Regions from separate parts of the Sus scrofa genome. Here region 2 is linked to region 1. The links are chromatin contacts, called in public Hi-C maps. All regions are on one chromosome and are shown on one strand. The core of a region is the stretch at or near the end of the contact, and the rest is flanking DNA. Distances in the headings are between cores, read along the strand shown.

Region 1 (3,874 bases), core at 920-3,419:
TCACGGCAACACCGGATCCTTAACCTACTGAGCAAGGCCAGGGATCAAACCCGCAACCTCATGGTTCCTAGTTGGATTCGTTAACCACTGTGCCATGACGGGAACTCCTACAATACAAACTTTGTATTATTAATAGTGGCATTTGAAAGAATAGAGCCTTACCAAAATAAAGACAAGTGAGAATAAAGACATTTAATCCCTGGAGCAACTAAACAAAAGACAATGGACTAAAGGAGAGAGACAGAGTTTAGGGAATCAGGGTACAAAAGCTTTCCCATTCTCTACCCTAACTCATCACAGGTATTATCCTTAAGCATTCTGCTTTTAAAGACTGTGACTTTGTCTCCAAATAGTGCAGATTACCAAGAGGTACTGCCCCAACAAAGCAGTCAGCTGAACTGAAAGCACTACAAATCGGGTTAATCAGACTAGAATCAAGGGACCTTGCACAACACTTTTGAAGGCATTCTATTGGTAAAATCTAAATTTTATGGGAAGACAGAGCTAAACCACACAATGGTACCCTGTCTTTTCAATCTTGCATTTGATTTCTGGAATAGTAGATTAATTTCTTTTAAAAAAAAATCATCTCTCCCACTTATGACAGCTTAACTCGTTCATCCTGAAGGACTGTAACTATTCCTGTGAACCCTGCTTTGTGCAGCTTATACAAACAGTGCTTCCCATCAGACACTGTAGGCAGAGATAGCCTTGAAACTCTGTCTTTATACAGGAGGGAAATGTCTATTCAGGTTTTTGCTGGTTTCAGAAAGGTCACCTCTCTGCAAAGGTTCTCTGGTCTAGGGTTAACTGCGTGCCAGGTATGCAGAAGGTCAAGGACTATTCGGCAGCAATGCTCAGAAAGTACTAGGGATCCTAATTCAGCCGCTCAGAGAGTTGGTTAGATTCAAACCTCCAAAGGTTGCCATTTAATCTTCCACGAAAAGAGAATGCGAAAGACGTCCTTAGAGCTCAACCCACAGCACAAGAGACTAAACTTGTTCTGCCTCCTAAGTGCAGTTAAGAATGAGCAATCGTTCCTTACCTCCCACCCCTCCAACCCACCCAGGCTCCTTTCTTTAGGGATGTCTCAGTGATCTATGGGCATGACTCTACGATCAACCTGTATCCATGACAGTGTCTATCACCAACCTCCAAATGTTAATTTCTTACATACGTCGAAGCAACTCGATGACCACAGAAGATGAAAATCAAAGTTTTCTTTTCAATTTCAATTTGCCCTCACAGTTTTCACCTGCATACAAGAGCTAGCTCCACGCATTTTTTCATCTTGCCTCCAAGATCACACGTAGTTGTTGGATAAACCGACCACAGCTCCCAAAGATGTGCCCAAAGAAACACTATCAGATTTACCCACTCACTTGACGGGAGATTTCCCGTACACTCTCATCCCCTGGGGCTGGTCACCGGGGTCAACTGAATTGGTTCACCCCCTCCCAGTCCCGTCTCCGAGGCCCTTCAGCCAAGAAAAGTCAGCCGCAAATTTAAGGCCCGGCCCTGCCGGGTTTCGAAAAGATCCCGAAGGATTAGGGCCGAGGGACAAAGGAAAGTGAGGTCAGGGGCGGCCTTTCCAGCTGGGGATAGGCCTGGGGCCGCTCACCCGCCACCCCTTACACGACCTCCGCCGTCCCGGGTCCCTCAAACCTCGCCCCTGAAGTCCCGAACTTGCTGGAGCCCGGACTCGGGGCTCGCTCGCGCCCCTTCCGCGAGGCCCCCGCCCGTACCCCCGCCGCCACCCAGAGCCCCCGCACCTTCTTGGGCGCCTTGGTGACGGTGGCCATGAAGGAGTACTTCTCGGCGTCCTCGATCTCCTTGGCCTGCTTCAGCTCCTCCCCGACACCGGGCAGCGGCATCGCGTCAGGCATCGACATCCCCCGGCCGGCCCGGCCCGCGGCTGCCCCACCACCCCCGCCTCTTTCCCTCACGGGCGCCCGCCCGCCCGCCCGCGCGGCGCCCTCGGACACGCGCTCGCCCACCCTCCCGCCGGGCCCCGCGCCGAGCTGCGGCCGGTGCCGAGGTGCTGGAGCCGGCGCCTCGTCGGCTCGGCGGTCCAAGGCAGCGGGACTGCTACGGCGGCCACAGGAGCGCCAGAATCAGCAACCCGGAGCTCCGACCAGCCCGCGCCGCCACCTCCGCCGCACGCAAATACGCACGCAAAGTAAGGGTAGAGGGCGGTGACGCCACGTCGGGTACTGGCAGCTCCAGGCGGGCGGGGGAGAGGCGTGGAGAAACGGCGCTCTGTCATGACGTCACCACTTTGGACTGGGCCGCCAGAAGCCAGCCCTTTCCTCCTAGCTCGCGGGTGATGAAGCTTCTGCGGGGAGCTGGACCCTTCGCGTCGCCAGGTGGCGCCATCCGCCCTGTGAGTGGCGCGTGGTTCCTGCAAGGATGCCGAGGAACAGGCGGCGGGGTGTGTGAGGCGGGGTCTTTGGAGGGCGCGGGATCCCAGGCAAGGCCTCAGAAGGGTGAGGGATGCTTGGGAGCAAGGACCAGAGCCTTGCAGTACACAGCCTAGAGCCAGTCCTAGGAAACTTCTGGGGCCCGAGCTGTAGCCCACTCACTCACTGCTCCCACCCAGGCCCTTTGAACCACAAGCCCCTTTTCAAGGGGCTGCTACTTTGAGACTTTAAGGGTGGCCAGAAGGGTCCCCAGAGCAGTGTGGTGTCTTCACCGCCCTTTGTGACCTCGCCTGCCCCGGTCTCTCCTGGGCCTTGCTTGTTTACAAGACCTTGTCGACTTAAAAAAAATGCTCAGCCTGAAAGTTGAGAGTTAAGTTTTATTTGGGGCAAAATTCAGACGTAAGCCCCGGGGACAGCATCTCAGGTAGCCCTGAGAAACCGCTCTAAGGAGGTGAGGGGGGAGCTAGGTGAGATATATAGGCGTTTTTGCTACAAAGAGCAGATTGCAGGAACAAAAGTAGTCTGGGCTCACTGAAATCATGCCCTTGATATGCACCTCAGCTTTAGGGGCCCAGTATCCTGAGTTTTCATAGCCCTTGGGGGCTCACCAGCTCACCCTTGGAGGTGACTACTAGAGGTGGCTGCATTCTTCACAGGTCACTGTGACATCTCTTCTTCTGTCCACTGAAGTACAGCCTGGTGGGGCGTGGGGTGGGTGGTATTTCAGAAGGGGAAAGGGAGAATAGCAGGATATATGCAATTAAGGTGAAGGGGGAGGTGCATACGGCCATGCACACACATTTACACAAGTTTCTTGCTGGCCTCTTGAAGGTCACTACTAGTCCCAAGGAGCAGACACCACCCTGAAGGATTTTAGAGTTTTTCCAGATACGAGGAGGTGCAAGAATTAGGCACATAAAATCTTCTCCTAAAAATAATGTATCTGAAGACCTGTTCTTCCAGTTTTCCCAGAGTGCCTCACTCCTGATCTCCACCCTGAGCTCCGCTCAGAGGGTGCTTCGGGTCAGCAGCTGTAATCCATGTAGAGGATGACGGCAAGCGCCAAACCTCAGTTCACTACCTTCATATGGCAGAGCTGATGGAATAGGGCTATGGGTCAGGGGCTGGAGAGCAGGAGAGGTGGGGGTGGGAAAGAGACATCATTGGCCACCCCCCTGCTTCTCCTCAGCCCCAAACATTACACTTCACCAGCTTCCAGTGCACCACCAGGGCATTCATGAACTATTCACATGCTTTTCCTGGGCTCAACTATGTGCCACCCCTGTGCTACGGCCCTGGACAGTACTGTTGTGTGTAATGCGTTTTATGTTTTGTAAGACTTAGTTCAGCTGGTGAGGCAATGTCAGCTGAGGTAGCTTGTCCTTTGACATTCAGATGACATTGGCTCAAACTCCCACGTCCTGTGGAAAGTCCAGTGCGCCCCCTTTGCCCCC
Region 2 (3,874 bases), core at 415-2,914, 110 kb after region 1:
ACATAAAAAAAGGATGTAACTCTTACTTGAATCCCCATCTGGTAAAGCAAGTTACACAAGTTACAGCTTATTAAACAGCTGTCTTATCTGGTTGATAATCAAGAAAATGCAGAACTGAAAACACCTCATGATATTTTTATGGCTAAACCAGAGAAATGTAGGTTAGATGCTAATACAAGTATGAGGGCTGGCAGCTAGCTTAACACGCATCTGGATGGATGGATTGATGCTGACCTGCAGAAGACAGCGGGTCTCTGTCCTTCTGCAGTGACGTGGATGCGACTTTGTGTTCTTATCAAATGTGTAAGTAATACACAGTTAGCGGGGGTCATATGATAGGTAACAGATCTCATACTCAATCCGGATAGCTGGAATGGTGAAGCCCAAACCCCAAGATGACATTTTATGGGGGGGGGAATGTCGCGTTAAATCTTTAGCTTCCAAAAACATTAATTGCAAGAATGAACCAGAGGGGACCTGGATTGAGAACAACTTGTGGGGTAATTTCTATAGATTTGTAGATGATGCTAGTTTAAAAGGAGGCAGCAATGTGACTTGATTCCTCAAAAAGGTAACAGAATTTTAGATGGCATTGATATAGATGTACTAATTACAACAAACTCATTAATCAAGTTCCTCACCAATAGATTAAAATGATTTTAGCATATGTCATCAAAATGTTTCCTGGGGAGTTCCCTCTGTGGCACAGTGGGTTAAGGATCTGGCATTGCTGCAGCTGTGGTGTTGGTTGCAGCTGCAGAAATGTTTCCTGGTAAGATCAGATGATTAACAAGTAGCTTTGATACATAGGCATAATGGAGTAGATTGACGAGGGGGAGGAAGGCAGTATCCAGGAAAATGTTTAGCGTATATTAAATGAAATATATTAATTTAGCATATATTATATGAAATGAGCAGCCTCAGGATTCCAAACTGATCTTTCCCAGTATTGCCCTTCCACGCTGAGGAGTCAGAGGAGCTGAAGCAGATCAGGCAGGGGCTGTGGACAGACCAGTGCCCCTCGCCATCAAGGAAAAGCAGCGACAGTGCAGAACTGTGAGAGTGCTCCAGGCCTGCGGGACCTCTGAGCATCCCTCGCTTCTGCCTTCTCCCGCAAATGCTCTTGTAGCCCGTGCCAACTGCGAGGCATACAGCTCAGCTGGATTGATATCATGCAAATCACACATTGGAAAGACTGTCTTTTAACTTTTCATTCAGATATAATATTAAACTTATCAAAAAAACTTGCAGAGTTCCCCTTGTGGCTCGGCAGCAATGAACCTGACTAGTATCCATGAGGACGCAGGTTCAAACCCTCGCCTTTCTCAGTGGGTTAAGTATCTGGCTTTGCCGTGAGCTGTGGTGTAGGTTGCAGATGAGACTTGGATCTGGCGTTGCTGTGGCTGTGGTGTAGGCTGGCAGCTGCAGCTCCAATTTGACCCCCAACCCGGGAACTTCCAGATGCTGCAGACGCAGCCCTAAAAAGCAAAAAACAGGCAAACAAAAACTAAAGAAACAAAAACTTTTTGCCAAAAGAATTCTTGTTTACCTTTCACCAGCTTTCCCAAATGTTAACATCTGACGCAGGCATGGTACAATGATCAAAACCAGAAAAAGGTCCTTGATCTTATTAACTCATTTGCAGATGCTATTGAAGTTCAGTGATTGTTTCACTAACCTCCCTTTTCTCTTCCGGAACCGGAGCCAGGTTCCCACACAGCAGTTAGCTGTCCTGGCTCCTTGGTCTCCTTCAATCTGGGTCAGTTCATCAGTTTTCTGAAAGATATTTGAGGGTAAATTTGACAAACCAAAACATATCTAGAATGGCGAGGGTCTGAAAGGCAGGAACCCCGGGGAACCCTTGCCAGAAATGGCAACTGTCAGCCTAGAGGGGGGCCTGTTAAGGGGCCGTGTTAGCTGTCGTTAAAGTTGCCTTCAAACACTGGAGGACCTTCGTGCAGAAGATGGCATAGGTTTAGTCAGCACTGCCTCAGGACTAGAAATAGAACCTAGAGGTGGCATCACCACTAGGAAGATTGCAGCTTGGCTCTGTGCAGCACATTCTGTGAGTTAGAACTAACCATCTCCCGGCCCCCGCAGCCCTGAGCTGGATCAGGGCAGACAGATAGGCTTGAATCACAAGAAGCCAGGTAGAGGCAGGTCATGGGTGGGGCCGCAGAGCAGGAAGAGCTGTGGGGCAGCTGGCCAGGGCCCCACATGACTCACACGACTGGGGCTGTCAGCTCAGGGGAGGGAGCAGAGCAGACAGAGGCTTGATTGGCAGGCCGGGCGGAGAAGAGAACGCCTCCTCCACCAGCTTTGCTGCCAAAGTCCACTATTGATAGAGAACTTGGGGCTTTGCCCACAGCTCTACCTGCGGCCATCTGTCCAGTCTGTCTAGTCGGTCCACTCTTCCAAGCTCTCTGACCTCTCAGCAAAGGGAGGGTCCCTGGAGGGGCAGAATTCATGTTCTTGGGTCAGGGAGTTCTGAGTTGGGAGAAAAAGCCCAGGGACCCCTCTCAGGGTTTATTGATGTGCGCTGGGGGCTGAAATGGTGCCAGGTCCTAGCATGGATGCCAGTCTGGGCAGTTCCTATAGCTGGAGGTTTGGCCAGGATCCGTAATGTTAATCGTATCTATTTGAAATGCTGAAAACGAAGCCAACTAAACGGCAGCAAGGAAGAGCAATGAGCTAATGCTTAAGTAAGGTCTGACATTTCTATGCTTCAAAACCAATCAGTAGTTGAGATTTTCAGCCAAGTGAGCTCAGCCAACACTGAGTTCATCAACATCCTCATAAGAAAGTCCTAAGAGTCTCATGACAGTGCGGCTGTCCTGCTGTGGCCGCATCCTCCTATCTGGCCGCAGATCTTGGGGTCTGTCCTGGCATCCATCCCTTCATCATCTGACCCTCCACCCACCATTTAGACCTTCAACACTTGTCTAACTTCCACTACATACTGGACACGGGGCATGAGCATGAAAAACATCACCTTTCCGGCTCTCAAGATGCTTACTGTTTAGCGGCAGGTGGGAGGATGAGGTAACAAAGCAATGAAGCGGTCACTGGGGGAAGCGCAGGCTTCAGCTAAGGAATTTAGGTTTCCATTTAAAACTCACCCAAGTGAGCAATTTCTAAGATGATTCAAAGTCATCTGTAAGGAATATGGAAAAGTTATTTGAACTTCCACAAGTAGGTTCAGCTTTTGTGTGAGTCACGAGAGATTCTTGGGATTGCAATCCGGTTCAGTGAAATTCAATGTCATAAATACGGATTGTGCACCAACAAGGAGGAAGGGCATCACCGCCCCAACCCCTCCCCTTGACAGACCCAAGATCATGAGAACCTCTCGGATGAGCTGACCTAATCCCACCTGAGGACCACTAGTGGGAAAGGCCACCAAGAGCTGTCACCAGGAGGGCAGGGGTCTGTGAAGAGGTGACTTGACTATCACCCCTCTCCTGTGTGTTCCAAGAGTGAAGCTTTCCTGACTGCTGAGCATGACACTGAGAGCACGGCCGGGTCCTTCCTTGGAAAATACCATGGCCTGGGCAGGGATCTGAATGCTTGGCACCATTGTGGCTGTAAATTTGGTGGGACGATCTGAGATTGCTGGCCAGTGCTCATGGTCATCAAAGGAGCTGAGTTCTAGATGCTTCTCTGTCGCTCCCTGGCTATCTGAGTTGGCTCGTCTCCACCCATAAACCGGGGTCATTACAATTCCCTTCTCAACGGAGTTGTTTAGCGGCTTAAAGACTAGATTGAGAAACTATGTGAGAAGGCACTCTGTTACTAGAACAGGAGTGTGTTTCAGGAACCAGCTCCGGCCAGCATTTTCACATCCTTAGATGGGTCATCAAGCGTCACCTCCTAC

Evidence for each region. Hi-C and Micro-C count contacts between places; a contact is called where the count stands out from the background.
Region 2: a Hi-C map of liver shows a contact between it and region 1, with 7 times the contacts expected there. The contact joins the enhancer-like site here to the promoter of AHCYL1 in region 1. A contact is called at or near these places in 2 of 5 promoter capture datasets (fetal liver and liver), 5 of 47 Hi-C or Micro-C datasets (embryonic fibroblasts, liver and skeletal muscle) and 2 of 2 datasets of contacts at active chromatin or transcription factors (alveolar macrophages and skeletal muscle).

What each region holds. Positions count from the first base shown.
Region 1 is chr4:110,130,657-110,134,530 of Sscrofa11.1, forward strand. It overlaps AHCYL1 (adenosylhomocysteinase like 1), which reads right to left and starts at 2,170. Exons shown (of 17, transcript NM_001201381.1): 1 at 1,773-2,170. The coding sequence starts at 1,892.
Region 2 is chr4:110,244,952-110,248,825 of Sscrofa11.1, forward strand. All of the region lies in intron 1 of LOC102165594 (a long non-coding RNA gene), which reads left to right. Among named protein-coding and RNA genes, the nearest start is that of CSF1, 49 kb to the left of the region's middle. Within about 2 kb of position 1,665, at least 26 of the 83 cell types and tissues checked have an H3K27ac peak or open chromatin away from gene starts, as enhancers often do. A contact at or near this core is called in alveolar macrophages and liver, where this site is marked.